Linked DNA regions of Mus musculus: region 1 is linked to region 2. The links are chromatin contacts, called in public Hi-C maps. All regions are on one chromosome and are shown on one strand. The core of a region is the stretch at or near the end of the contact, and the rest is flanking DNA. Distances in the headings are between cores, read along the strand shown.

What was found. A called contact is a pair of places that touch in the nucleus more often than the background predicts.
Region 1: a Hi-C map of the N1E-115 cell line shows a contact between it and region 2, with 9 times the contacts expected there. The contact joins two enhancer-like sites. A contact is called at or near these places in 2 of 484 Hi-C or Micro-C datasets (the HL-1 cell line and the N1E-115 cell line).

The regions. Positions count from the first base shown.
Region 1 is chr8:57,427,575-57,433,391 of GRCm38.p6, forward strand. No RefSeq gene overlaps it. Among named protein-coding and RNA genes, the nearest start is that of Scrg1, 25 kb to the right of the region's middle. Within about 2 kb of position 1,822, at least 45 of the 459 cell types and tissues checked have an H3K27ac peak or open chromatin away from gene starts, as enhancers often do. A contact at or near this core is called in the N1E-115 cell line, where this site is marked.
Region 2 is chr8:56,930,254-56,936,924 of GRCm38.p6, forward strand. No RefSeq gene overlaps it. Among named protein-coding and RNA genes, the nearest start is that of Gm33501, 45 kb to the left of the region's middle. Within about 2 kb of position 2,373, at least 8 of the 459 cell types and tissues checked have an H3K27ac peak or open chromatin away from gene starts, as enhancers often do. A contact at or near this core is called in the N1E-115 cell line, where this site is marked.

The DNA.
Region 1 (5,817 bases), core at 572-3,071, 500 kb after region 2:
AAAACAACCAAAACAAAACAAAATATCATCGACAACAGCAAAGAACATAAAACAAACAAACAAAAAGTCCCAAGTCCTCCGTAGCTTAAAAAGCAAACGTTTGTACAAAACCACATTGAGATAGCACCTCCCAGGCATCAAGATGACTCATAAAAGAAACACATAATGGGTCAGTAAGGATGTGGTGAGCTTTGCTGGTGGGAGACGAGCTGTTGTAGAAAGCACCAACATAAGAACAGAGTTACCATATGATCTGGCAATCCCATCTCTCGATGGAATCGGAAGCGGGGACTTGAAGTGAGTTCTGCATAGCTAGGCTCACAGCAATGTTGCTGAGAGTTACTCACAGGAGGAAACAACCTACATGTGAAAGCATACACAAAACACAGTAGATACACAGCACAGTATGATTCTACATCAAATATACAACAGTATGAAGGAACTTAGAGGACATTGCACTAGACAAATCAATCACAAGAAGAGAACGGCTATGTAAGTCACGGCGTGAGAACCGTTACATTGATAGAGGCCGTCGTGATGAAGACGGTGCCCCAAAGGTGCTAGAGGTGAGGAGAAACAGGAAGTTTCTGTTCAATGCATACAGAATTTCCGTGTCACAGGATGAAATGATAAGAAAATTCGGTGGCGATGGGTGCACAAGATAAATGCATTTTGCACCAAGCTGTACGCTTAAAAATTGATAAGATGATAGATTTTTATGTGTATACATTTTTACCACATTTAAAGCCTTTTAAACATTAGAAAAATAGAAGTGGCTGGAAAACATTAAAAACAAAGGTGTAGGGACTGCAGAGATGGCTCACTGGTTGCCTTTCCAGAAGATCTGGGTTCAGTTCCCAGACCCAACCCAATCAGCCAACAACCTCCAGTTCCAGGTGATCTGGTCCCTCTTTTGCCTTCCTCGGGCACTGCACGCAGATGATGCCCAGACACGCATGCAGGCAAAACACCCATACATGTAAAATAAATAAAATAAGATCTCAAGCAACAATATTTAAAAGACACAAAAAACATCTATTCATCTCATGAGCTGACCATAGATAGGTCAGCTGTGACTGATAAGCTCAACTCCTCTGTTAGGGATTAGTTCAGTGACCCATGTCATCTTCCAGGAGCTGGAGCTGAGGGAGGAGGCTTTGTGCTTTGGTAGAGACCGTCAGTGGTAAGGCAGACCTAATTGAAGTCACTCAGGCACATATTCATTCAAAGCACACCCTACTGACCAAAGAAAGCCCCATTGGTCAAGACAAAGAAGCTATTGGAAGCCCAGAAGTATGTCTTTTGCATACACAGGAAAGGGGAGCAAAGGCTGGGGAGGATGAATAATTTAGAATCAATAATTCAATAAAAATTGAATGAGTCACCCCCTGCCTTGCAATTTTCATGATCTGTGCCGATTACCAGTAGCAAATTATTTATACTGCAATTCACACATGTCAAGAGACACATAGAGTAAACAGATCCTGTGTAGATACAGGGGAAAAAGCAGTTGGCTGTCCAGGAAATGTTATTTGTCCACCTGTGAAACAGCAGTAAGGACAAGGATATTCTTCAGAAATTCACTTCGACTCAATTCTTTTGTAGGCTTAAAGAACAGTCGGGACCTGAAATTCAAGAAATATAGCGTAAGCTACTGTTCTTGAGCTATTTTACTACGACTTGAGTCCTGCATAAAATCAGACAGCTGTCTAAAACACCGCCGTGGTTCTTTCCCGTGGTAAAACATAGCCAATAGGTTAAAGTATTTATTAAAGGCATATTTCCCGCCTCTAAAGCTGCTTTTCAGTACAAACAGCAGGTGGCGCTCGACAACAACTTAAGATTGGAATTCCAAGGTTATTTTCACTTCCTGTTCCTTTATAAAGCAGAACTACAGCCTGTAATAAAAAAATAAAATAAAGTAAAAAAAAACAAACAACAGCATAAACCAAGGTGAGAACCTGAGTCTTTATGACCTTGCATCAAAAGGGAGGGCCCAAGAAGCCTGGTGAGTGACCGGAATTTCTAAAGTTTGTCTTTGAAACTTGGAAATCGCTTTCCTTCTGAGCCCAAGGTGTGAGGCTGTAAGAGCAGCGCGCTGTCGAGGGAGGGTATATCTACCTGCCATGCATGGGAGCAAGAGTGGCTGACAAGGGGAGATTCGCTCAGGAAGCTCTGATACTAACTCAGGTTGTTCACATCCTAGGGCCGAGGATGGAAGATGACTGTAGTAAGCAGATGAACGGATAATTTAGCACGCATTTAAGAGAGAGAGAGAGAGAGAGACAGAGACAGAGACAGAGACAGAGAGACAGAGAGACAGAGAGACAGAGAGACAGAGAGACAGAGAGAGACAGAGAGAGACAGAGAGAGACAGAGACAGAGAGAGAGTTAGTTGATGCTCCAGGCAAGGCCTCGGGGGTGGAGTGGCCAGTGGTGGACTGGGAAAGCACCCTGTCCGAGGCAAAGGGGAAGGGGGAGGGGTAAAGAACTCTGAGATGGGGAGGGGAGCAACATTTGGTATGTAAATAAATTAAATAAAGAATAGGGCTGGAGAGATGGCTCAGCGGTGAGCACTTCCAGAAGTCCTGAGTTCAATTCCCAGCAACCACATGGTGGCTCACAACCATCTGTAATGGGATCCGATGTCCTCTTCGGGTGTGTCTAACAAGAGTGACAGTGTACTCACATACAAGAAATAAGTAAATAAATCTTAAAAAAGAAGAAGAAGAAGAAGAAGAAGAAGAAGAAGAAGAAGAAGAAGAAGAAGAAGAAGAAGAAGAAGAAGAAGAAGAAGAAGAAGAAGAAGAGAAGGGAAGGGAAGGGAAGGGAAGGGAAGGGAAGGGAAGGGAAGGGAAGGGAAGGGAAGGGAAGGGAAGGGAAGGGAAGGGAAGGGAAGGGAAGGGAAGGGAAGGGAAGGGAAGGAAGGAAGGAAGGAAGGAAGGAAGAAAGAAAGAAAGAAAGAAAGAAAGAAAGAAAGAAAAGAAAAATATTTTGAAAAAGAAGTTTATTTGTGACCTGGAGGAGGGGGTAGAGGCAGATATGGGAGGGGACCAGAGAAGGACAAAAGGAGAGGAGACAGGAGGGAAGAAAGAAGGCTGTCCAGGAACACATAGAGAAGGGGGGCAGGGAGGGGGGAGGAAGAGTAGATGGAGAAAGAGAGAGACAGAGACTGAGAGACAGAGAAAGACAGGCAGAGAGATTTAGCAGGCTTTTAAACAAGAAAGCCTCGAATGATAGAACCCATTATGAATTATTCTGGGTAGCTCAGCCCACGAACAGGGCAGAGTTGTCCGGTGGCGGTCTGCTGTTGTTCCTGCACGTCTTGTTCGCACTGAGAAGACACCAAGAGTGCATCTGCCTGTTTAGCTCGTTGACTACCCTCTGGCGCTTAAATACGAATCTAAGAAAAGGTCTTGTAGGCACTCGGCTGCTGTGGAGAACCGAGGAGTGATCCAAATGACTAACTGTGACTATCAGCCCGTCTCAGTGGCCTGAGAGACAAATGTTCTCTTACTCATCTTTCATAAATGTGCTCATTGAATGTAGGTCAGCTGTGACTCGTGGGCTCAGTTGAGCTGAATGTTCTCAGGAAAACGTTTCTCTTGCAGCAGTTTGTTGGTGGTATTTTAAAGTATTACGGCAGCCTTCTTGCATGCCACGAGATGATATAATGGAAAGAGCAATGGCTTCAAAAGACACATTATTAGAATTTAGCTCTTAAGTATGATCTCCATGTTTCTACACAGACCTTACCAGAAGAGAATCCCTTTGTTTTCAATTTATAGTGTTCTCCGTTACCCGCAGCCAGTAACCTGATTTCCCTGACCCTCTGTCTTCTCCATAGTGTAAGAGAAAGAAAACATATTACAAACTCCGAACGAGAATTCAAGGCAGAGGAGCTGCTGCATCTTCAATAAGATGTCATCAGAGGCTGGAGAGATGGCTCAGCAGTTAAGAGCACTGGCTGCTCTTCTGAAGGTCCTGAGTTCAAATCCCAGCAACCACATGGTGACTCACAACCATCTCTACCAGGATCTGATGCTCTCTTCTGGTGTGTCTGAAGATAGCTACAGCATATTCATAAATAAGTAATTTTTTTAAGATGTCATCAGAAGGGACTGGCTGGTGAATTGACTCAGTGAATATGCATGGACAAGTGCAAGGATATGAGTTCAGATCCACAGAACCCAGGCAAAGCCAGACTCAGCAGCTGTGGTGGTTTGATTAAGAATAGGCCCCACCGTCCGGGCGTGATGGCGCACGCCTTTAATCCCAGAACTCGGGAGGCAGAGGCAGGCGGATTTCTGAGTTCAAGGCCAGCCTGGTCTACAAAGTGAGTTCCAGGACAGCCAGGGCTACACAGAGAAACCCTGTCTCGAAACAACAACAACAGAAAAAAGAATGGCCCCCACTGGCTCATACATTTGAATGCTTAGTCACTGGGGAGTGGAACTGTTTGAAAGGATTAGAACAGTGCTTCTCAGCCTTCCTGATGCTGTGACCTTTTAATACGGTTCCTCATGTTGCATTGCCCCCCAACCATAAAATTATTTTATTGCGACTTAATAACTATAATTTTGCTACTGTTATAAATAGTAATGTAAATATCTGATATGCAGAATATCTGATATGTCAACTCCCCAAGGGTCGAGACCCATAGGTTGAGAACTGCTAGATTAGAAGGATAAGGAGGTATGACATTGTTGAAGGAAGTTTATGTGTGTAAGGAGTGAGGCTTCAAAATCCTATGCCACACCCATTTTTTCTCTGCCTGCTGCCTGCAAGTCAGGGTATAAAGTAGACCTCTCAGCTATTTCTCCAGCACCACATCTGCCTGTCGTGATGATAATGATCTAAGCCCCCGAGACAGTAAGCAAATCCCCCAATTAAACACTGTCTTTCGTAAGAATTGCTTTGGCCAAGGTGTCTTTTCACAGCAATAGAAAGAGTAACCAACTAACCGGGCTCAGCCTTGGAATTCCAACAGTCTCATGATGAGCTGGGAGGTGGAGAATGAGCTGAGTCCAGTTAGCCTTATGTGCACGATAAGCAAGAACCTTGCTGTTCTCCATCAAGGTAGGTGAGCCACGACACCCGAGGTTGTCCTCCGACCTCCAACCTGCTCTGAGGCCCTACACGCAGTGATAAAAGGTCATAAAAAAAGATTCCCACATCCTTCTCTTCAAACTTTAAAGTTCTCTTTAAACTTCTCTAAAGCTTAAAGAACAGGGTGTTTTTATGTGAATCTTCCGTCTACATTTCAAAGGTGATGTCTTTGGTGATCTGTGGCCATGCTTTGTAACCAATGGCGAGCTCTTGCGGTATGATCTTAGAGAAGGAAATCTGCTGAGCTGAAGTACAGCCCAAGTCAGGAACCCAAGAAGGAAAGGAGAAGAATCAGTTACACAATGGGGTCCAGTTGCTCCATCTCTACCCAGCTGGAAGCTTGTGTCACAACAGGTCAGCCACAGCCCCACGAGCAATAAACATCCTGAGTTGCAAGCCTCGTCTTACCATGTCACTTTCATAAATCTCAGTTGCAGAGGGCAATTCTATTTTGTTTATGAAGTGAGTTATGAAGAGATTTATCATCACAATTAGCACATTTGTCAAGTCTCTAATGTAGGGAAGGGGGATGTTAACATATGATTCTAATGTGTCTGTTTTGCATATGAAGAGATCATCCACTCCTTTCAAGGGATACAGGACAAGGTCTGGGATAGAAGACTGGTACTGGGTCCCGTTTCTTCCATTCATTTCTGTAGACAGTCAAAATATGTTGGTCGCTGCCTGGTTTGCTTTCATATTGTTGTG
Region 2 (6,671 bases), core at 1,123-3,622:
TGGGCTCGGGAAGAGAAGCAATGTCAGTCTGAACTTCTAAGTAGACATTATCTGAGCAAACTATTGCTGGAAAATTAGAACTCACACCCATGGGCTGGGCATTATGAGATACCAATAAAAAAATGATACAGTGAAAGTATAAGTTGGAATTATCTTATATGTAAGTCAATATCCCATTCAGTCACTTATACAAATGCCTACTTCCACATCCTTCAGTGAGAGTGTATTTATTAGAGTTTAGACCAAGAGTTTTCCCCAACACAATTGTCCAAATAAGATGGACGTTGTGTTCCCCTTCATGGAACAGGCTTGGTGAGAGCCAGAAGGCCATAGCAGGTAGGTATCTGAACCCCATGAGCTCACAGACCTTCATATTTATTGTCTATGAAACAAATCTAGTATCTTCCATGAATCCTAGGAGTAGCTTTATCCTCAAGTTGACGCCAGCTCACTGGAATCTTATCTGCTTTTGTATTTGTGGGTAAGAGCAGATATGGCAAGAAGGCCTTTTGCTAAGGACAGCTCAGGAAGGGGCTCTGTACCCAACATTAAGAATTTAGCTGGAAGGCTTGTGCCTTGAAGTTCAAAGCATCCAATGATTAATAAGTAGGCAATATCAAACACTGAGAGAATTAGGCAGCTTCAGATAGTCAGTTTTTGGTTAATGTAGAACTAAAAAATATTTTAAGATTTATTTATTATATATAAGTACACTGTAGCTGTCTTCAGACACACCAGAAGAGGGTATCAGATCTCATTACAGATGGGTGTGAGCTGCCATGTGGTTGCTGAGATTTGAACTCAGGACCTCTGGAAGAGCAGTCAGTGCTCTTAACCACTGAGCTATCTCTCCAGCCCAGAACTAAAAATTTAATAATTACAGGGACAACTGAACATTTCTGTGTCTCAAATAAAACAAAACTTAACAGGTATCAGTGACCTCTTACTTCCTTTTATGAACAAAAAGAATTGAAAAAAAACGAAAAAACAAAAACAAAACCATGTTCTATAAAGGTGAAGAAAAACTGTCAGAGAAAGACTTGTAACTGAAGCCTCCCTTCAGCGAGCGTCCTTTAGTAAGGGATGGACTTCTTCACCAGGTACAAGAGTCAGCTGCTAAGTTTTCAATACTGAGGCCCCAGAGTAGTCCCATTAAGCTACAGAGTTGTACCCCACCAGCCACGTTTTCTCATCACTTTTAACAACCCATGTTCATTGTGAGACCTTGATCTAGCTGTTACGAAGTGGCTTTCCGGAGAGAGAAAGTGTACATTGGACTGCAAGCCCCCAAGATTCCATGTGTTCCTCCTACTGTCTGTAGCAATCCCATTTCCACTGAAAAAGAAAAAAAAAAGCATCTCAGGGCTGGGAAGATTGCTCAGTTCATAAAGTCCTCGACTTACAAGAAGAAGGATCTGAGTTCAATCCTCTAAACCCACGTTCTAAAAACCTCAGTGTTATGAATGTTTGTCATTCCAGAGCCAAGGAGCCAGAGATAGACAAATCCTGGACTTACCAGCCAGACAGCCTAGCTTATTTGGCAAGTTCCAGGACATTTAGAGAGACTGTCTCAAAAAGAAAAAAAAAAGTGGGTGGTTTTAAGCAAAAGTATAATTTTTCTTACCACAAGGGAGGATAATATAAAAACTTTGGAATATATACCAGTGCAAACAAGCACTGGTAGAGAGGCAACTGGGAACAACTGACAGAGAGGGCTCAGCTACCACGAGTGATATCGGAAACCTCTAGGGAACTGTCAGAGAGAAAAAGGAAAAGCAGAAGGGTTGCAAAGGTCTGGGGTGGTTGAGGCTTGTCTGCACGGACCTTTCTTTTGACAGTTCACATCCATCTTAAGCCGAATTATTGTTTATTCTTATTGTGCCAGGTTTCCTTTCATGCACTGCTGCTTCACTGGGGTGTCATAGGCCAGTAGTCCCAGTTTTCAATTTTCAAAAGCATTTGGGATGCCAAAACAACAAAATGTAAAGGGTAGCCCGCAGCACAGTTTACTTAAGAGGTTTTAATCATAATACTCTGCACAATGTACTGCGAGATCTCCTGATTCAACTGTCTCCTCTTTTTCCCTGTAGTATCTAAGGAAACACCAAACATCCCTCCCTCTAATTTAAATACACTATAAAACTTTTGGTGGAAGTATTTTGTATCATTCTAGCTTGTTGAGAATTTTAGTTTCTGTTTTAACCAAATTAGCTTCTAAGAGAGCCCACTGGTGCCGTGTAACAAACTGAGTCACAGGTAGAAAGTCAAATGCTGTCTTATGACACTTAACGGTGGCCAGTCTGTGGAATTTGGAAAATTCTATGAATTCTGGTACGTGGCATGGCTCCGCATGCATCCTGTGCCTTCTGAGATCTCAAAAGACTCACAGCAGCCTCTGCTGATCTGGAGTTGTAAATGCTGGCCTTGATGAATGGATGTCTGATAGAAGTGATCAAAACATCGTCTGGCCAAAAGGCAGAAAGCAAGATCAAACTCCCATAATTCAAGCATGACAAAGAAACCATTGCAAAAGAGATGCACCGTCATCATGCCAGACTCCAAATGAGTTATTTCTCTCCTGCCCGGGTCTTACTGCAGTTGCCTCCCACTTGGCCACAAATGGCAAGCTTTCATCTAAGCTCAACTGCAACCCCACAGTCTTATCAGTGGATCTCCACTCCCTGAAACTGCACACAATGGAGGACGTATTTCCAGTGCAAAGGAATTGACACCATTACTACTTTAATTAACCAGTTGCCAGTTTATACTTTTTCCCTTTTCTCTCCTTTCCCTCGCCACTGTCAGTCCCCCCATCATCTCTCTCTCTCTCTCTCTCTCTCTCTCTCTCTCTCTCTCTGTCTCTCTCTCTGTCTCTCTCACACACACACACACACACACACACACATAGACACAGACACACACAGACACACACAGAGACACACACAGACACACACACACACACACACACACACACACACACACACACACACACACACACACATTATTTCCTTACATTTTGTGAAAAAGAAACTGGTTTAAGTATAGAACAAGAGACAGGAGACTCCACAATAATTCAGCTTGTTTTCTTCACTGTCACAATACCCCTGTGATCACTAAAGGGGTAAGGTGAGGGCTGGTGACCCTGTCATACTGAGATCTTAAAGTTCCTCATGACAGGTTGGCCTTTAAGAAAGAACAGGGTGTTTCCTTGAGTGGCCCGTTCAAATTGGGGGGGGGTCACTTGTTTATTTTATCAAAGAAAACGAAACAATAAAATTTAAAGGCTGGTAAGTTAACAATATATATAAATAAAATAAGAATCATAAGAATGGTTTAGCAAGGCTGATTATGCAACTAATTTTGCTATATATAAAATTGCTTCAGGTTCAGTTTTCAGTACAAATTTTTATACACACTCTTCCCTAAGGATTGAACGTTTTTGCACGTATAACTTTAACAAAACTGTTTCTGGAGACTTCAGGGAGAGCAATGATAAGCATGTTGCAATCTCTTCAAAGGTCATTTTAAATTTAAAAGTCGGGTTTCCCACACACATACATTCTCCAGCTTGGAAAAACTAGCTTCCTGTTGTAATCAATACAGATTACTCTTGGACTTAAAAAAAATCAGACAAATATTCTAAATTGTTGAACTTTCTGGGTACATGTATCTTCTGCTGTAAGTTTATTTACTTTATACAGTTTCCCTTCGTTATTACTTCAAGACCTGCTTAATATCAATGACTAAATCACTGCAGGAGCAACAGCCACCTACTTGCGGCTGAATCACTGAAGCAAGAAAACGCTTGCTCAAACATCCAGGAGACGTTCTGGATGATCTCTTAGTTTTGCTCACTACAAGACTCATAAAAAACTGACACTGATTTTAACTGTAGCACACCAATTGGCTATCCAATACTGAACAGTCAGCCCTGTAAACAGACATAGAACATGGACTGAACAGTTTATAATTAGGAATATATATATATATATATATATATATATATATATATATACATATACCATATAATAGCAATGAGTGAAAAAAAAAGAGACTGAATTTAAAGGAAATGGGGAGAGGTATAGGGAAGGGCTTGGAGGGAGGAACAGGAAAAGAGAAATATATTTATATTATAATCTCAAAAGTAAAATTTAAAAAGAAGAAAAAGTCAGCTAAAAATCTACCACAAATTTTATATATTTGCAACCATTTGAAAAACTGTATATGGTAATAATACATTTTAAAATAAATATATTTATTTATATTTTATCCTTATTTTATGAAAATGGTTTATCTTCTTGATAAGGTTATGTTATTTTACTTATACCCATAATGCTTCATTGTGCAATCAAACCATATATCTCATTGAGTATTTGAGTCTTCACACCAGACGAAATTACTATGAATTTGTTTTTTCTGTTGTTGTTCGACTTTTTTCTTATAAAGTAAACCATTTAATTGTGGCTGGCTTACAGTTTGACGGTTCAGTCTATTATCTTCATTAGAGGAAGCATGGCAGACAACATGGTGCTGGACAAGGGGCTGGAAAGTTTGACATCCTGACTGAAAGCAGCTGAAGGTGACTGTGGACCACACTGGCCATAGTTTGAGCATAGAAGACATCAAAACCTAACTCCAGAGTGACACACTTCCTCCAACAAGGTCATACCTCCTAATAGTGCCACTTCCTATGGCCACAATATGCACTTGTTTTAATATCAGGAATGTTCCCATCTTGCTCCTTCTTGATTATAGCACTTGAGTTGAGGATTTATAATTTGCCAAGAGAAAGCTATTTGGTCATCAAAAGTAGGAACCAAATGGTAGAAAGTTGAGAGAGGATGGATGTAGTGTTGTGCCCGTTCCACTTGCCTGTGGCCAATGCAGGGGATAGCATACTAGACAAACATTTCCATTATAAAGGAGATAATAGAAGGAAGAAGGCACAGAAGAGATCCACAATAACAAATAAACAATAGTTTTAATGAGTTCTTCATGAAATGAAAATTATTATATTTAATTCGAGTCTCATACAGCAAATAATAAGAGGTATGAGCCTCTTGTCTTGTAATTTAAAAATTGTATATTCATTGTGGGATTAGCCTCTTGCTGGATTTTAGCTTCTTCGTTGCTGATCTTAGAAAATAATCTAGAGCATTTGGGGGGGCTGCTTTGAGCACATGAAAACCTCATTACTAATCAATTTATCAAGAGAAAAGGTTTATTTGGATTACAATTTTGGAGTGTTATGTTCATGATTAGTTGATCCAGTGACTTTAGCTTGTGGAGAATCAGTACTCCACAAGAGAATCACGTAGGACAGAACTATTCACTTCATGAAGCAAAAGAGAAAAGGAGGAAAGAGCTGAGAGCGCATGGTTCCCTTGAAAGGTGTACCAGTGATCTTTGTTCTCTTATAGGTTCCACCATCTTTCAATAGGGCCAAGCTTTAGTAGAAGCTAACCATGGGACCTTAGAGAATATTCCAGATCCAGTCCAGCACTTGCCTCGTCTTACTTAAATGACAAAAATATTAAAATAAGTCAAAGTTCATAATTTGTTAACATTTCCTAAATCATCCTGGTTGACTATAAATTCTATCTCTGGATCAAAACAGGATTCTTATTCTTTCTCATGTTGGATCATAGGGTGAAACAGCCAGATGTCTGTTTAGTACTCAGTTGATCTACATCATAGGTGCTGAAGGCACATGAGTGTTCGAGAGTGTCGCCTTTAAGGATTCACAGGGTCTAATTAAAGTAGGAGTTGGTGGAGAAGGACTACTGGCTAAATGGCCAATTCCAAACAAGGAGATAAACATATAATACAGACAAGGCATGCTGATTGCATAATAGTTTTTGGGTTTTTTTTTTTGTTTTTTGTTTTTTTTTTTTTAGACTTTTGGATTTTTATGAGGCAGAAAAAGAGCAATCAATAACCATTACAAATAATCAAAAAATTACACGCTAACTCAGAACAACCATAGGAGTAACTCTGTTCTCATTACTGGATGAGGAAACTGGGATCTTTGTAAACAGACACAATTTATGTCTCATCAAAAGAGCTAGATTCAACACATGTCTATAACCACTTGGGAACATGATGCAGGAAACCCGCCTTGAGTTAAAGACTTGTCGAGGCTGAATAGAAAACATCAGGTCACTCTGTCTCAGAAAATAAAGAACAACCACCAAAAGCAATGACTTGCTAGGGTCTGGACATGAGGTTCTGGCTAAGTGTTCTTGCATCATTACTTAGAACACTGAGTCTATCAATGTGACAAGAGAACGTGATGTGTTTTCTTGGGGAAGTCACTAGTATAGAGTGTCAGAAGCACGGAGTTCCGGAAAAGACAACAGAGAAACAGAGTGGTGTGTCATGTGGGCTTAACCCATACAGGATGCTTGATTTAGGAGTCTGTATTTCTAGCCATCACAGACTGTCCCTGATGCTGAAAAGTAGAAAAGAAAATTCAATTTCTTAAGTTTCCAGATATTTCATTTTGGATGAAATAGTGCTTCTCTTCCCATGCTATACATTTTTTTTAATTTTTAAGACATTTTTAATTAGATATTTTCCTCATTGACATTTCAAATGCTATCCCCAAAGCCACCTATACCCTCCCCCAACCCTGTTCCCCAACCCACCCTCTCCCACTTCCTGACCCTTGC